5 separate regions of the Mus musculus genome follow, and regions 1, 3, 4 and 5 are each linked to region 2. A link is a contact called in public Hi-C, HiChIP or PLAC-seq and promoter capture Hi-C data. All regions are on one chromosome and are shown on one strand. Each heading gives the region's core, a stretch centred on a gene start, on an enhancer-like site or on the middle of the called end of the contact. The rest is flanking DNA. Distances are from core to core; before and after follow the strand shown. Region 1 holds the start of Dmwd (dystrophia myotonica-containing WD repeat motif). Region 2 holds the start of Arhgap35 (Rho GTPase activating protein 35). Region 3 holds the start of Gipr (gastric inhibitory polypeptide receptor). Region 4 holds the start of Ercc2 (excision repair cross-complementing rodent repair deficiency, complementation group 2). Region 5 holds the start of Opa3 (optic atrophy 3).

Region 1 (2,700 bases), core at 57-2,556, 2.5 Mb after region 2:
CCAAGCACCTCCATGGGACATGGCAGTTTACGGCCAGTTGGCCACGTGCTGGCCTAGCAATGCACAAAATCCTGGGTTCAAGCCCGTCAATGCACATGGTGTAGTACCAACCTGGAAGACATAGAGTCAGGAAGATCTGGAGTTTGTGGTATTTTTGTTGTTGTTTTGTTTGTTTGTTTTCAGCTACAAGGTAAGATGGAGGTCAGCCTGAACTAGAGACCTTGTCTCACAAGGGGGGCGGGGGGAGCAAAACAGAACACAATCTTCTTCTGTCAATGTGATAAAACATAAAATACCTTGACAAAAGGCCGCTTAGGGGAGAAAGGGCTATTTCAGCTTGCAATTCCAGGTCTCAGTACATCATAGCAGGGAAGTCAAGGCAGGGCTGTCTCCAGAATAGAGCAGGAAGAAGGGCATGTGTGCTTGTTTTCTTGTGCTCAGCCTGGGTCTCCACTCTTACACAGTTCCGGACTCCCTGACTAGGGAATGGCACCTCCCACAATGGACTGAGTCTTCCTGTATCAATTAAGGCAATCTCCCTCAGACTGGTCTACAGGCCAACCCCAAGTAGACTGTCCCTCATTGCGATTCTAGGTAGCCTCAAATTGACAAGGTAACAACCATCATCACCAAACCGAAACCAAAAAAGGTAGACAAGGTCAGATAGGCGACAGATGGCTACACTTCACTCTGACAGCAGCAGGGGACCACAGGTGGTCAGCGAGGAAGGGAAGAGCTGGGCGTGGTGTCTCAGGCCTGAGACTCCAGATGTTGGGTCAAGTTTGAAAACTGCCTGGGCTACAAGTATGAGACCAAAGGTCAGTGAGATGGATCGGCGGGTAATGGCACTTGCTGCCAGGTAGGTAGCTTGAAGACCTAAGCTCCATCTTTAGGATCCACATGGAGGAAGGCACTTGGCTCCCTCTGACCTCTACATGCTCGTTCACGCACAAATACACGCAAAAATAAATGCATTTTTTTTTTATTATTTAAAAAACAAAACCAAGAATCGCCCGGAGTCAGCTGTAACAACACGAGGCTTCTGAATAGGCTTTGAGGCTTCTCCGTTGCTGGGCAAACGGTTCCCAGGGCGCTGTTGTTAGGGTCTAGGGGCGTTCCCAACAGTCACACCTCGTAGCCAACCAAACGCGAGGGTCTGTCGCGTTGACCACACCCACATATTGCCTCCGCCCACAGCCCCAGAACCGTTACCTCAGCAACTGTCTCGGCTTCTCCCGCCTCCGGCTCTGGGTGCCAATCGTAGAGGCGTCACCCGGACGACGACCCTACCCCTTCCGGTGCTAGCCCCTCAACTTCCGGCTGGGGGGTCTGGCGGTGGGCGGTCGGGCTGCGGTGCGGCCCGGGGGGCGGCCAAGATGGCGGCGGGCGGCGCGGAGGGCGGCCCGGGCCCCAGCGCCGCCATGGGCGACTGCGCGGAGATCAAGTCGCAGTTTCGCACCCGCGAGGGCTTCTACAAGCTGCTCCCCGGCGACGCGACGCGCAGGTCGGGCCCGACCTCCGCTCAGACCCCGGCGCCGCCTCAGCCCACTCAGCCCCCGCCCGGGCCCGCCGCAGCCTCCGGGCCCGGCGCCGCGGGTCCCGCGTCGTCCCCGCCGCCCGCCGGCCCCGGGCCCGGGCCCGCGCTGCCCGCCGTCCGCCTCAGCCTGGTGCGCCTAGGCGACCCGGATGGCGCTGGGGAGCCGCCCTCCACGCCCTCCGGACTGGGCGCGGGAGGAGACCGCGTCTGCTTCAACCTGGGCCGGGAGCTTTATTTCTACCCCGGCTGCTGCCGCAGCGGGAGCCAGCGGGTGAGTGCTCTGCTTGCTGGGGACTCCGGTGCCGAGAGCGCTGGGGTCCCAGAGTGACAGAAGGCCCCGAGGTTGGGCATCCCAGGGGAGCCTGGATCCTGGAGCTAATGGAGTCCTGAGAGGTTGCAGGGGAATCTTTGCGTGGGGAGGTTCTCTCCGGTGGTGAGTGTTCAGGACGTGATGGCGCTTCTGGGAGGAAATGGGGGAGGGGGGTCACGGAGGTGACAGATATTCTGTGGGCTTTGGGGAATCCTAAGAGGATACAGGCCCAGGGGATGGAGAACGGAGAAATGCATCCTGCCTTCTGGGCCTGTTGGAGGGAGTCTTAAGACTTGCCATACCCAGGGCTGACGGGATTTGTAAGGAGCCGAGGTGTGGCTTAGGGGTCGACGAGCAAAGCAACAGGTGAAGGAGCTCCTAAAGAATATGGTGTCTAATGGCTTTGGAAGAAATGAAGGGGGTTTGGCAAAATGATGGGAGCTCTGAATTGATGGGGGTTCCTGGCAGGGGACATCCCCAGGTGTGACAGATATCTGTAAAGCAATCCTAGAAGAGGGGTGACGTGAGGAAGTGGGGGAGACAGAGAGATGGGGATCCGGAGAATCCAGTGGTGATAATGAGGGACTGTAGTGACTGATGGCTGGCTGAACCACAGCAGATGTCCTGGAGTTTAGGGGCTCCAGGCTGAAGGAAATGAGGCTTTGGCGATGGATCCCAGGATCCCATGTCAAGGCTGCCGAGGTAGGAGGATCCTCTGGCCTCATGGCAGCCAGTCTAGTTGAACTGGTGAGCTCCGGGTTCACTGAGAGACCCTGTGTCAAATGTAAGATGCAAAGCCAGGGAGAGAGATGCCCGATGTTGACCTCTGACCTCTACATCTCTACACAACACA
Region 2 (2,700 bases), core at 198-2,697:
GCAGGCAGAAGGGTCTGGAAAAGAGGACAGGGTCTGAATGGCAAAATGGGAGCAAGCACTGAGAAGGGAAGGAAGCGAGCAAGGCGCATCAGAATCTGAGAACCGTAGGAGAAGGAGCTTAGGGACATCCTAGGAGGTGCAGAAGGTTCAGTGTTGCGACCCGGCAAAATATGGGGCAGTTGGGCCCAAATACAAGGAGGAATTATGTCCAAAGCCAAGACCGGGAGGGCAGTAGAGCAGTGCCTGTATCAACAGACCAATACGGATCTCCACGGAGGTGGAACCGCAGGTCCTAAAGGGACAGCTCCTGGGGATGCAAGATGTTCTACCGCAGGGATAATAACAGTAAATAGGCCAAAGAAGGAGAATGGGGATTTCCTCCCAAAAGTGATGCTAGCAGAAAACAGGTAAGGTAGAAGGGCCACGGATATTCAAAGTGAGCGTCAGAGGGGATACTGAGGGGTCAATGAGGAGGTAGACTGTCCCAGGAGCACAGCCGACTCCAGGAGGTGGCGAAGTAGGTATGACTGGGGGTCGGGGTGGGGGAGGAAGTGGGAAAGAAGACGGCTCAGAATTGGGAGTCGGGTATCTCGAGTGGAGGCTGAGAGACACCGAGATCCTTCACCGGGTTTGGTGGGGCGTGTGTGGAGGCAGACGCCGGGATTGCAGGGCTGCGGGGACACTAGCGAATAGGAAGGGCAAGGCGGGCCGCGCGGGCCGGGCCCGGGCATGCAGCGGCCGGGACGCGGGGACCGCGGGGCGCTGGGGGGGGCGCTCCCACCCCTCCCCCTCCGGCTCCTCCATTGTTCGCGGGCTCCGGGCCCCGCGGTCCCCGCCTTTCCCCCCACCCTTGGATCCCGCAGCGGGGCGGCGCCCGGCGCCTCGCCCGTCCCCACATTCCCCTCCGCCAGCTACGAGACACTTACCAGTCTCGGGGGCGCACTCAGCGCGGCCCCGGCCTCCGCGATCCCAGCCGCAGCGACGGCGGGCCCGGCGCCATGTTCCCCTAGCGACTCGTTCCTGAGGCGGCTGAGGCGGCGGTGGCGGCTCCGGCGGCGGGGGGCCGGGCGGACCCTCCCTCGCGGGCTCCCTCCTCCGCCTCCTCCACCTCCTCCTCCCGCCGCGCCGCGGCTCTCCCTCGGGGCGGGGGGCGGGGAGGGGAAGGGGGGAGGGGCGGGAACCAGGGGGAGGGCGGACCAGCCTCGCTCGCTCGCTCGTTCCCTCCCTCCCGCGCAATGGCGGCGGCGGCGGCGGCGGCGGCAGCGGCGTTGTCGCCTCCTTCCTGCGGCCGCCGCGGCCGTGCGCGTACTGGAGACCCTCTCGCAAGTGCGCGTGCGTTTCTGAGGGGCGAGAGATGCTGGGGCTGGGGTTGGGAAGTGGATAACGGCCCTGTGGGCCGAGCGCACCGCGAGGACCGTAGGCCGGGAGGACAGGCACGCGCGGACACCGAGGGCGCGAGTGCGCGTGCGCGCCTGAGGAAAACGCCGCTACCTCAGCGGCTGCGGCGCCAGATTTACACAGCGCGAGGACGGACACCCGCGAACTGGCACAGGAGGGCGCGGGGTGGGCTGAGTGCGCGTGCGCAGAGACGGCTGCAGCCTGCGAAGCCACCGAAGGGAGGGAGGAGCCCGCAAGGGGGGCGCGCACGGCGTCGCGCGTTCCAGGCTGCAGTACCCGCCGCCCCTCCCCACACCGCGCCGGCTCCAAGAGAAAGCCATCTCTGAGAGGCTTGGCCCGGCTCGTGAGGGCGGGGACTTAGGGCTCCATCCCGCTCGCGCGGGACCTCACTAACCAATGGAAGGCAGAGGGAGGTGGGTTCGCCTCCTGGAGCCGCAGCTTCGGGATAACGGAGGGGGTTGGGGGGACAGACGTAACGTGGGGTGGCGAGGCGGGGCTGTGAAGGAGGGAGCGTACCCAGCGAGTGAACCAATTGGGCGAGGGAAGGGGGCGTGGTCCTTCACAGCCCAACCCAGGCTCGCCGTTGGCCAGCCCAAAAGAGTGGGCGGGGACAGGGGGCACGTGCTCTTTCCCGGGCGCTGAAGAAAAACCTGTGGGCCAGGCGCGTTGATACAAGTTACTGGTGATTTCTCCCAGTGCTTGGTCTCGGGCAGAGGAAGGACAGGCCCTGCATTGCAGCCCTAGTCTCCCAAGTCAGCATCGGGCAAATGACAGCAAACCACATGTCACTTTGGGTGCTTGCAGGGGGAATGGTGATGTAAGAGGGCTCCCCTCTAACTCTGTATTCCTCTGGGAGCCCTCCGGAAGGATGGATTGTGAAAGACAGGCTTTCCCGGCGCCTCACAGAGTGTGGAATGCCTGAAGGAAGCACGTGTTTCCGATCCAGCCTTGCACTTCTTTCCAGGCTTTTCATCTGTAAAGTGGGATAACAATACTGAACTCCAAAGGGTCGCTTGGAGAATCGAATGAGGTATAATAGGCCCTATGGCCACGATTCATGGTGGGAATCCTCGAACTACTAGAACCCAGTAAAATATGGGCGATCTCCCTTATACATTAATATCTATAATAGCTGATGGATTACTCTTAGCAGAGGATTACCCACAACAATAGAAAAACGATGAATATATATTACGCTGTAATAAGAGAAATGTGGATGTGACCCTCCTAGCCACCGGTAACTGAAACATCAGAAAGCAACAGGGGAGTTAAGAGGGAACTACTGTGTCTCTAAATGAGGGT
Region 3 (2,700 bases), core at 70-2,569, 2.6 Mb after region 2:
GGGGTAGCTTGTCCCCACCTGGAGGACTTGTGAGGGAAACTGTGTGAAGAGAAACTACCAGTTTATACAGGGAGGGGGGCGAGCAGCCTTAAAACTCTCCCTAATGTAGGGAAAGGCTTAAAACCACCCCAGAGCGCCTATTATCTCTCGAGGTCCTCACCTCCGCCCACTGGAGTCCCCACAACCACAGCAGCAGAAGCAGCAACCGCAGGGGCATCCTTGAAAGGTGATGGAAACTCTGGCCACTCGGAGGCAGTTGGGCTGGAGGGTCCCAAGGCAGAACCAACTCTTGGGCTTCAGTCCAAGTCAGTGCTCACCTGCCAGAAGCACATGGCGTCTGAGGCCACGCCCCCCATTTCCGCACGTGAGGATTTGGGGCGGAGCAGGACTAGGCGCGGCCTCCAGTAGATAAGTGAGGCTGGGATCAGCTAAGCGATTCCCAGGTCCTCCTAAGTGTTGCTGAGGCAGCCAAGGTGGAAGGGAGGGGTGTTTGCTGAGGGGCCTGTTGCCCTAGAGCTGTGACAGGCAGAAGCGTCAGTGTCACCGAGAGGCTAGACCGGAGGGACTCTTGGGAACCTGAGACCTCCTTAGAGAGGAGAGACTAGAAACTGTCAGTCAAGCCCTGAAGGGAATTTGAACCGATCATTTGAGTTCGCATCAATTTATATAGAAGATAAAAGCCCAATCTTCTAAAACTTCCCTGGCTTCAAGAAGTCAGAGGGACAGCGCTCTCCCAGCATCTAAATATTTAGGGAACAGAGAGATATTAGACCCTGGGTTTCTGACTTTTGGACGTTAGATGCTCTGAAAATCCTTCTAACCCAACTATCACCCCCGCCCAGACAATGTGAATGCAGAGTTTCAAAAGGGAATCTCAGAGCTACAGAAAAGAAAAAATATAAGACAAACAAACAAACAAAAACACCAAAAACCAAAAAACCAAAACAAACAAACAAAAAATCACGGACTCAGTTATAAGGTATAAGAACAGAAAGACTTGGGGACAATGAGACACAAGCGAGAGATCAGAGCCTAAAGGGCAAAAAAGGAGATAAAGACAAAACTGTGGCTCAGAGACAGAGGAAGTGACTAGGGAAGAGACAGAGAAGGGGAAAGAGTAGAAAAAGCCCATTTAGAGATTAAAAGAGGTGAAGAGATGACAGGTCAGAGAGGCAGAAAGAGACAAAGATTGAGATAGGGGGACAGTCAAGGGAGAGATGGGCCCAGGGCAAGGGCTTGATGGAGACCCCTTACCTGCACGGAGTCCTGTTCGCAATCTCCACTGACACAGCTGCCCTGCCTCGCCTGCCAGAGAGCTCTGGAAGAGGTGACAGGCGCTGGCAGCCTGGGGTGTTGGGAGGGGGCGGGGCCAGGGCGGACCAGAGAACAGGAGGGGGAGCTCTGGGGAAGAGTGGGAACCGTGGAGCAGGCACGTTTATCACAGCCATTGTGTCACGTAGAGGGAACAGTCACACAGTTATGGTTCCCCCCTCCCCCAGGCCACAGAACACACTATGCCAGCCAGCCACTTACACAGCCTCTCACGCTGCCTCACACAGGATCCCAAATGCTGAGCAGGAGAGCGACAGAGACTCACAGAGTGAGACTCCGTGAGTAACAAGTTCATTCATAGCTCTACAACTAGGACTATGCTGAGAGAGCCAGTCTTTCACCCACAGCTTCCCAATCACTTGCAGGGACAAGCGGCTGTGTGCCCTGGGACGTGGACACTTCACATATGTGTAAACACAGCCTATAATCTTAATTACCACTGCCTTTCTGTTGTCATTGTTTGGTGTATATGTATGTCATTGTATATGTGTGTACGTGTACATGTGTATGCGTGAAGGACCAGAGGACAACCTCTGATGTGATTCTTTTTTTAAAATTTTTTTTATTATTATATGTAAGTACACTGTAGCTGTCTTCAGACACTCCAGAAGAGGGAGTCAGATCTTGTTACGGATGGTTGTGAGCCACCATGTGGTTGCTGGGATTTGAACTTCGGACCTTCGAAAGGGCAGTCGGATGCTCTTACCCACTGAGCCATCTCTCCAGCCCCTCTGATGTGATTCTTAAGTGTTGTCTACTTCCTTTGATTTGGTCTTTCAAGACAAGATTTCTCTGTGTAGCCCTGGCTGTCCTTGAACTCATTACATAAACCTGGCTGCCCTTGAATGCAGAGATCTGCCTGCCTCCGACTCCCTGGTACTGGGATTACAAGCATACACTACCCAGCTTAATTTATCTTGCTGCATGCATAACAAGGACTTTACCAAGTGAACCATTGCTCCAATCCCTGATTTGTCTTTCTTTGTTTTAATTTTATGTGCATGCATGGAGGCATGTGTACCATATTCATGCAGTGCCTGAGGAGGCCAGTAGAGGGCACTGGATCCCCTAGAACTGGAGTTACCCATGGTTGTGAGTCTCCCCATGGGTGCTGAGAACTGAATTCTGGATCCTCCTGAAGTGTTCTTAACTGCCATTTCTCCAGTCCTGTTTCGTTTGTGGTTTTGGTGTGTGTGTGTGTGTGTGTGTGTGTGTGTTTTAAGAAAACAGAGTCTCATTCTATAACCGAGGTGATCTCCAACCTTGGATCTCCTGCCTCAGCTTTTCAAGTACTGAGATTCAGATTTCAATGGCACAGGCTCATGCAATGACCACATCTGGCTCCACATTTGGCAGCAGCACTATCAA
Region 4 (2,700 bases), core at 52-2,551, 2.8 Mb after region 2:
GCAGGCAGGTCTCTGTGAGTTCAAGGCCAACCTTGTTTATAGTGTGAGATCTAGGACAGTGTCAGAACTAAGTAGAAAGACTCTCTCAAAAAGAAAAGGGACTGGAGCTCAGTGATTAAGAGCACTGACTGCTCTTCCAAAGGTCCTGAATTCAAATCCCAGCAACCACATGGTGGCTCACAACCATCAGTAATGAGATTGGATACCCCCTTCTGGTATATCTGAAAACAGCTACAATGTACTTATATATAACAAATAAATCTTAAAAAAAAAAAGAAAGAAAAGAAAGGATGAAATGAAGGGAGGAAGGACTAAAAGGTGATATTTGAGCAAGAATCCAGAGATATGAAATAACTGACAGCATTGTCCAGCCCTCAGGTGGGTTAGCCACAAGCTGGGGCCAGCCACCCAGGCTATAGAGTGAGCTCCGGACCAGCTTGGGTTACATAGTACGACTGTCTACTGAGGCCTGTACCTCATGAGATGGCTCATGAGGTACAGGCCTTTTGACCTGAGTTCGATTCCCACACATAGTGGAAGGAAAGGACTGAACCAAATTCTGCAGGTTTCCTCTTCCTTCCACAGGCCAGAGGTATTGGATTCCATGGAGCTAGCCCTAAAGGTGATCGATCATAAGCTGCCTGATTTGGGGGGTGGGAGTGGAGAGTGGGGCGGCTGGGAACCCTGCTCCTCTTCAAAATCAGAAAGTGCTTTTAACTACTGAGTGATTCCTCCAGGCCCTTAATTAATGAAGTTTTGTTTGTTTGTGACCTATGCTTTAACGTCTGAGCCATCTTTCCAACCCATATTAATAAATGCTTAAAAACACGTGCTAGGCAGGGCAGTGGTGGGAAGCAGAGGCAGGTGGATTTCTGAGTTCGAGGCCAGCCTGTACTACAGAGTGAGTTCCAGGACAGCCAGGGCTACACAGAGAAACCTTGTCTCGAAAAAACAAACAAAAAAACAAAAAAAAACACCCGAAAAACAAAAAAATCAAGACGGTCTCCAATTTCTCTGTTATTCTCTCTTAAACACTATTTTCACGACTTGGACAACCAGAACAGAACCTGGAGGAGCGAAGCAGCAATGAACTCTATCGATTCTCTCGACTCTCTTCTTTCTGTGTTCTGCTCGAAGTCCTCGGCGATCCTCAGCGATGCCTCGGGCACCACTTCTCTCCGAAGTCCGCCCTCTCACCGCCATGCGCACGCGCCAATTTTCCGATTGGCAGAGTGACGGGAGGACTCGGCCAATGGCGTCCCGAGGAAGGTGTGTCTCTGGGTCACGCCCCCTCGTTGAATATTCAGGAGCGGGCGTGTGGACGCCGCGATCAGCCGCCATGAAGTGAGATGGGGTCTCTGAAAGAGCGGGCGGCTCTGCGGTGGGCAATGGGGCGGCGGGTGGGCGTCGCCGGGGCTGGGGCGCGGCGTGGAGAGGCTGCGGAGACCGGTCCGGGTGGCTTCGGGGTCCCTGGCGGCGAGACGCCACGAGGGCGGGCGGGCGGGCGGAGCGGAGGCCGAGGCGGCTCGAGAGCACCGGGCACCGACGCCTCACCGCCGCCAGGCTCAACGTGGACGGGCTGCTGGTCTACTTCCCGTACGACTACATCTACCCGGAGCAGTTCTCCTACATGCTGGAGCTCAAGCGCACGCTGGACGCCAAGGTGGGTGGCGAGGCTGCCCTCCTTGCATTCTGATGCCTCTGGCAGGCAAACGTCCTGGTCGGGGCCCGGGCCTTGCTATCCCAGCACCCGGAAGACCCAGGCAGGAGCATCGCTGCGATTTTGGAGGCCAGCCGGGGCTACACAGCGAGACCGTGTACTAACAACAATTGTAAATAACAAGGCGAGGAATGTCGCTCAGTTGGTAGGGTGCTAGCCTAGCTAGCAGGGGTGAAACTCTGGGTTCCATCCTGGCACCGCATAAACTGACTGATAGTAATTACAATTATGCCTGTAATTCTAGAGACAGGGTGGCTGAGGACAGATTGCTCGAGTTTGAAGTACAGTCTGGGTTTCATAGTGAGTTTCGGGCTAGCTAGGGCTATGTATAGGAAAACTCTGGAGGTATTCCTGGTAGTGACAATAGTGGAGGGAAGAAGGGGTTCCGTATGTGGAGGTCAGAGGACAACTTTGTGGAGTTGGGTTTTTCCTTCCACTTCTATTTCGGTTTTGTTTTGTTGTAGATTTATTTGTTTTATGTATGTGAGTACACTGTAGCTGTACAGATGGTTGTGAGCCTTCATGTGGTTGCTGGGATTTGAACTCAGGACCTCTGGAAGAGCAAGCAGCCAGTGCTCTTAACTGCTCAGCCATCTCTCCAGTCCCTCGTTGTGTTTTCTGAGACAGGGTTTCTCTGTGTGATTTTTGCTGTCCTGGAACTTGTTTCATAGACCAGGCAGGCCTCAAAGTCCCAAAAGATCCACCTGCCTCTGCCTCCTGAGTGCTGTGATTAAAGGCATAGGCCAACACCACCCAGATTTCTTATCATTTTATGTGGGTTCTAGGGATCAAATTCAGGCTGTTAGGTTTGATAGCAATCGCCTTTACCTGCTGAGCTATTTCAACAGCCCTGAACACAAACTTTTTAAAAAAAGTTTTCTTTTAGGTATACTTATTTCCAATGTGTGTATACATGCTACAGTGTGCACGTGAGGGTAGAGTTGGTTCTTTCCTTCCGTGTATGTCTTGGGGATTGAACT
Region 5 (2,700 bases), core at 95-2,594, 2.6 Mb after region 2:
TGTGTCACCAGTTTTTTCTCTTGATAGCCACGACCCCTCTGCTCCTTTGCCTTCCGGTCCCTTCCCGTCCCCAACTACCCATCCTCACGCCACCATCCAGGAATTTCTCTCAACTAAGTCTTGACTTTGTTTATATGATTTTGCTCCCTGCTGGGTAAGGGAGGACAGTCTGGGACATGTCCTTAAAGTTCCTTCCTGAGCCAGCTCCCTGGGGACCCTTACCCTCCAAAGGAGGAAGTCAGGCTGCTTGAGAACCAGTGATATTAGGCAATGTGGTGGCTGAGAAGCCCCGTGTCACCCCGTTCTTATGGGACCCTCAGTCTTTCACTCGGTTACTTGGGAAAAGGATGGATTAGCTGTAGTGCACATTTGGGCTTTGCGGGACATGCTCTACATGTAGTTACTTCCTGTGTTTTACATTCAGGATTCACACACAAAGCTGACTAGTAGAGCCACTCAGTGAGCATGGCGCAGCGATAGAGTCACCGCCTAACCCCCTCCCCCCTGGGAGGAGCTGGAGTCTTTTGCTCAGTGGTGGAGCCCCCCTCCTAAGATGGGAAATGCCTTGGGGTTCAGAGACACAAGCCTCACAACACAGAAAACACAAGACAGGTACTGTTATGTGTGACATTTTGCTCACGGGGATGCTGACATCAATGCTGGGCCGTGTAGCGCAGGGCTGTGATCCCAGCACCGCACTGCGGCACAGACACAGGAGGATCAGGAGTTCCAAGGACAGCGTAGGCTACACATTGAGTTCGGAGCCAGGCTGGGTTACACGAGACCGGCTTTTAAAAACAATTAGGGGAAAAAAAACAACAACAAAAAAAGAACGAACCGATTTCCTGAAGGGTTGAGTCACTCCTCCAACTTCAGAGAGTGAGTAAAGCGGCAGGTCTGTATGACTACGCGCTGACTCGCTCCCCTCCCCGGCGAGGGCACTAACCGCCGGGAAGGCGCACCCCGACTCTTTAGACTTAATTGGGACTCACCAGGCGCCTCCTATGGGCAGGGAAATCGACTCAGTACGTGACATCACGCAAGACGCGGTGACGTCAGTACGTCGGGACTAGGGCTCCGGCCACGCTCCCACGAGCGGCCGTTTAACGGCACCGCCCTCTGACGCTTCACTTCCGCCGCACATTTGCATACCCAACGTACGGACGTCGAGGCGTCGACGCGGCGACGTCACGAGCGCCCGCCCCCCCCCCAGCAGACAAACACCCTCCCCACCACCTCCGCCGCGAGCGTGCAAACGCACGCTCCTACGTAGGCACGTAGGCAAGTCCTTCCTTACGCAAGCACGCACGGCCCACGGGCGGGTGGGGGAGGAACGGCGAGGTCGGCGGCGCCCCGCCCAGTCAGCAAGGTTGCGCGTGCCCCAGGGCGGCCGCCGAGATGGTGGTGGGCGCGTTCCCCATGGCGAAGCTGTTCTACTTGGGCATCCGGCAGGTTAGCAAGCCGCTGGCCAACCGTATCAAGGATGCTGCCCGCCGCAGCGAGTTCTTCAAGACCTACATCTGCCTACCGCCAGCCCAGCGTGAGTCTCACCCCAAGGCCTCTAGCCCTTCCATTCCCGATCTTTCTAGTTCAGGGGAACGGCGTCTGTGCTTGACCAATCCCGGCGCGAACCGGCAAAACGCTATAGCCAATGAGGATGGCTTCTGCTAGAGGGGCGTGTCACTGACCCAATAGGGAAGAAGGGAGAGCAGTCAGGGGCGTCACCGCGCGAGTTTGGAATGCAAGCCAATAGAGAAGAGGGCTTCTGGCGGTTGACGTCTACACCAGCCAATAGGATGAGGTGTGAGAAACACCAGGGTGGAGCTTATTGTCAGAAGTTAGGGGCGGGACCGAGAAGAAGTCCCCTTAGCGATCCGCTTCGGAGCCATCCTTAAGAGAGACACTTGACTACAGAAACCCCAGTTTGTCCCTCAGTTTCCCTTCGGCCCTGTGGGTGATTTGCGTATCACCCTGGGTTTAGAGCACAGAGCTTGTGCGTTAGTTTTACACTGAGTTAGGGTCGTGATAGTGTTGGAATCTTGCGACCTGGCAAAAGGATGAACCCAGAATGGGCGTCCTTCCGTTTATTTATGAGTTTCCTCACACCGATCCTTTTCGTTCGGTAGCCGCACCGTGCAGGCTTCTTAGCCCGACACTGGGAAAGATACGGTCCTAATATGTCCGCATTATGTCAGGAACTGTAGGCAGACTCGAGTTTAGAGCAGCCGGGTGAGCCAAGGGAGTCTCCTGAGCAAAGACCTCACTTGCTTCGCAAACGCACCAGATGTGTGCTCCTAGAAAAGACTGATCTCTGTAAAGCAGAGACGAGGGGGAAGTCTTTGTAATTTACCGAGAACTACCGTTCATGTTTGTCCAACGCCCCATGTAGCTTATAAATGATATGATGAGTGTTTGTTTTGAGCTGACCCTGCTTATAAAACAACAGGGTCTATCTACGCCAGTACCAGTCTGTCGAACCAAGACTCATACAGTGACAATCTAGATGGGATGGCAGAGCCCACTAGGTACCTGACCTGACATAGAGTACAAAGAGCACTTCCGGGTAGAGGGAATATTCCAACTGAGACTGAAGGGTGAGGAGAATCTCACCAGACCACTGAGGGACATTGTTGGCTCCAAGGGTGGAACATAGGCACTAAGGGGACCCTTGACTTTTCTCCTCCACATGTGTGTTTAATA

What was found. Promoter capture Hi-C pulls out the DNA fragments that hold promoters and counts their contacts. A called contact is a pair of places that touch in the nucleus more often than the background predicts. HiChIP or PLAC-seq counts read pairs in DNA pulled down with a chosen protein or histone mark. Capture Hi-C pulls out chosen DNA fragments and counts their contacts.
Region 1: a contact with region 2 is called in a Hi-C map of B cells, with 6 read pairs. The contact joins the promoter of Dmwd here to the promoter of Arhgap35 in region 2. A contact is called at or near these places in 1 of 39 promoter capture datasets (liver), 1 of 484 Hi-C or Micro-C datasets (B cells) and 2 of 9 other capture datasets (adipose tissue and liver).
Region 3: a contact with region 2 is called in an H3K27ac HiChIP or PLAC-seq map of embryonic stem cells, with 4 times the contacts expected there. The contact joins the promoter of Gipr here to the promoter of Arhgap35 in region 2. A contact is called at or near these places in 1 of 39 promoter capture datasets (embryonic stem cells) and 2 of 115 datasets of contacts at active chromatin or transcription factors (embryonic forebrain and embryonic stem cells).
Region 4: a promoter capture Hi-C map of adipose tissue shows a contact between it and region 2, with 2.5 times the contacts expected there. The contact joins the promoter of Ercc2 here to the promoter of Arhgap35 in region 2. A contact is called at or near these places in 1 of 115 datasets of contacts at active chromatin or transcription factors (fetal liver) and 2 of 9 other capture datasets (adipose tissue and liver).
Region 5: a promoter capture Hi-C map of embryonic stem cells shows a contact between it and region 2, with 4 times the contacts expected there. The contact joins the promoter of Opa3 here to the promoter of Arhgap35 in region 2. A contact is called at or near these places in 1 of 39 promoter capture datasets (embryonic stem cells) and 1 of 115 datasets of contacts at active chromatin or transcription factors (embryonic forebrain).

Annotation. Positions count from the first base shown.
Region 1 is chr7:19,074,894-19,077,593 of GRCm38.p6, forward strand. Dmwd (dystrophia myotonica-containing WD repeat motif) reads left to right here and starts at 1,307. Exons shown (of 5, transcript NM_010058.2): 1 at 1,307-1,808. The coding sequence starts at 1,377.
Region 2 is chr7:16,613,546-16,616,245 of GRCm38.p6, forward strand. Arhgap35 (Rho GTPase activating protein 35) reads right to left here and starts at 1,448. Exons shown (of 7, transcript NM_172739.4): 1 at 927-1,448. Gm29443 (predicted gene 29443) reads left to right here and starts at 279. Exons shown (of 3, transcript NR_136928.1): 1 at 279-407.
Region 3 is chr7:19,164,808-19,167,507 of GRCm38.p6, forward strand. Gipr (gastric inhibitory polypeptide receptor) reads right to left here and starts at 1,320. Exons shown (of 14, transcript NM_001080815.1): 1 at 1,255-1,320; 2 at 161-317. The coding sequence starts at 217.
Region 4 is chr7:19,380,716-19,383,415 of GRCm38.p6, forward strand. Ercc2 (excision repair cross-complementing rodent repair deficiency, complementation group 2) reads left to right here and starts at 1,302. Exons shown (of 23, transcript NM_007949.5): 1 at 1,302-1,344; 2 at 1,564-1,663. The coding sequence starts at 1,340.
Region 5 is chr7:19,227,045-19,229,744 of GRCm38.p6, forward strand. Opa3 (optic atrophy 3) reads left to right here and starts at 1,345. Exons shown (of 2, transcript NM_207525.3): 1 at 1,345-1,540. The coding sequence starts at 1,399.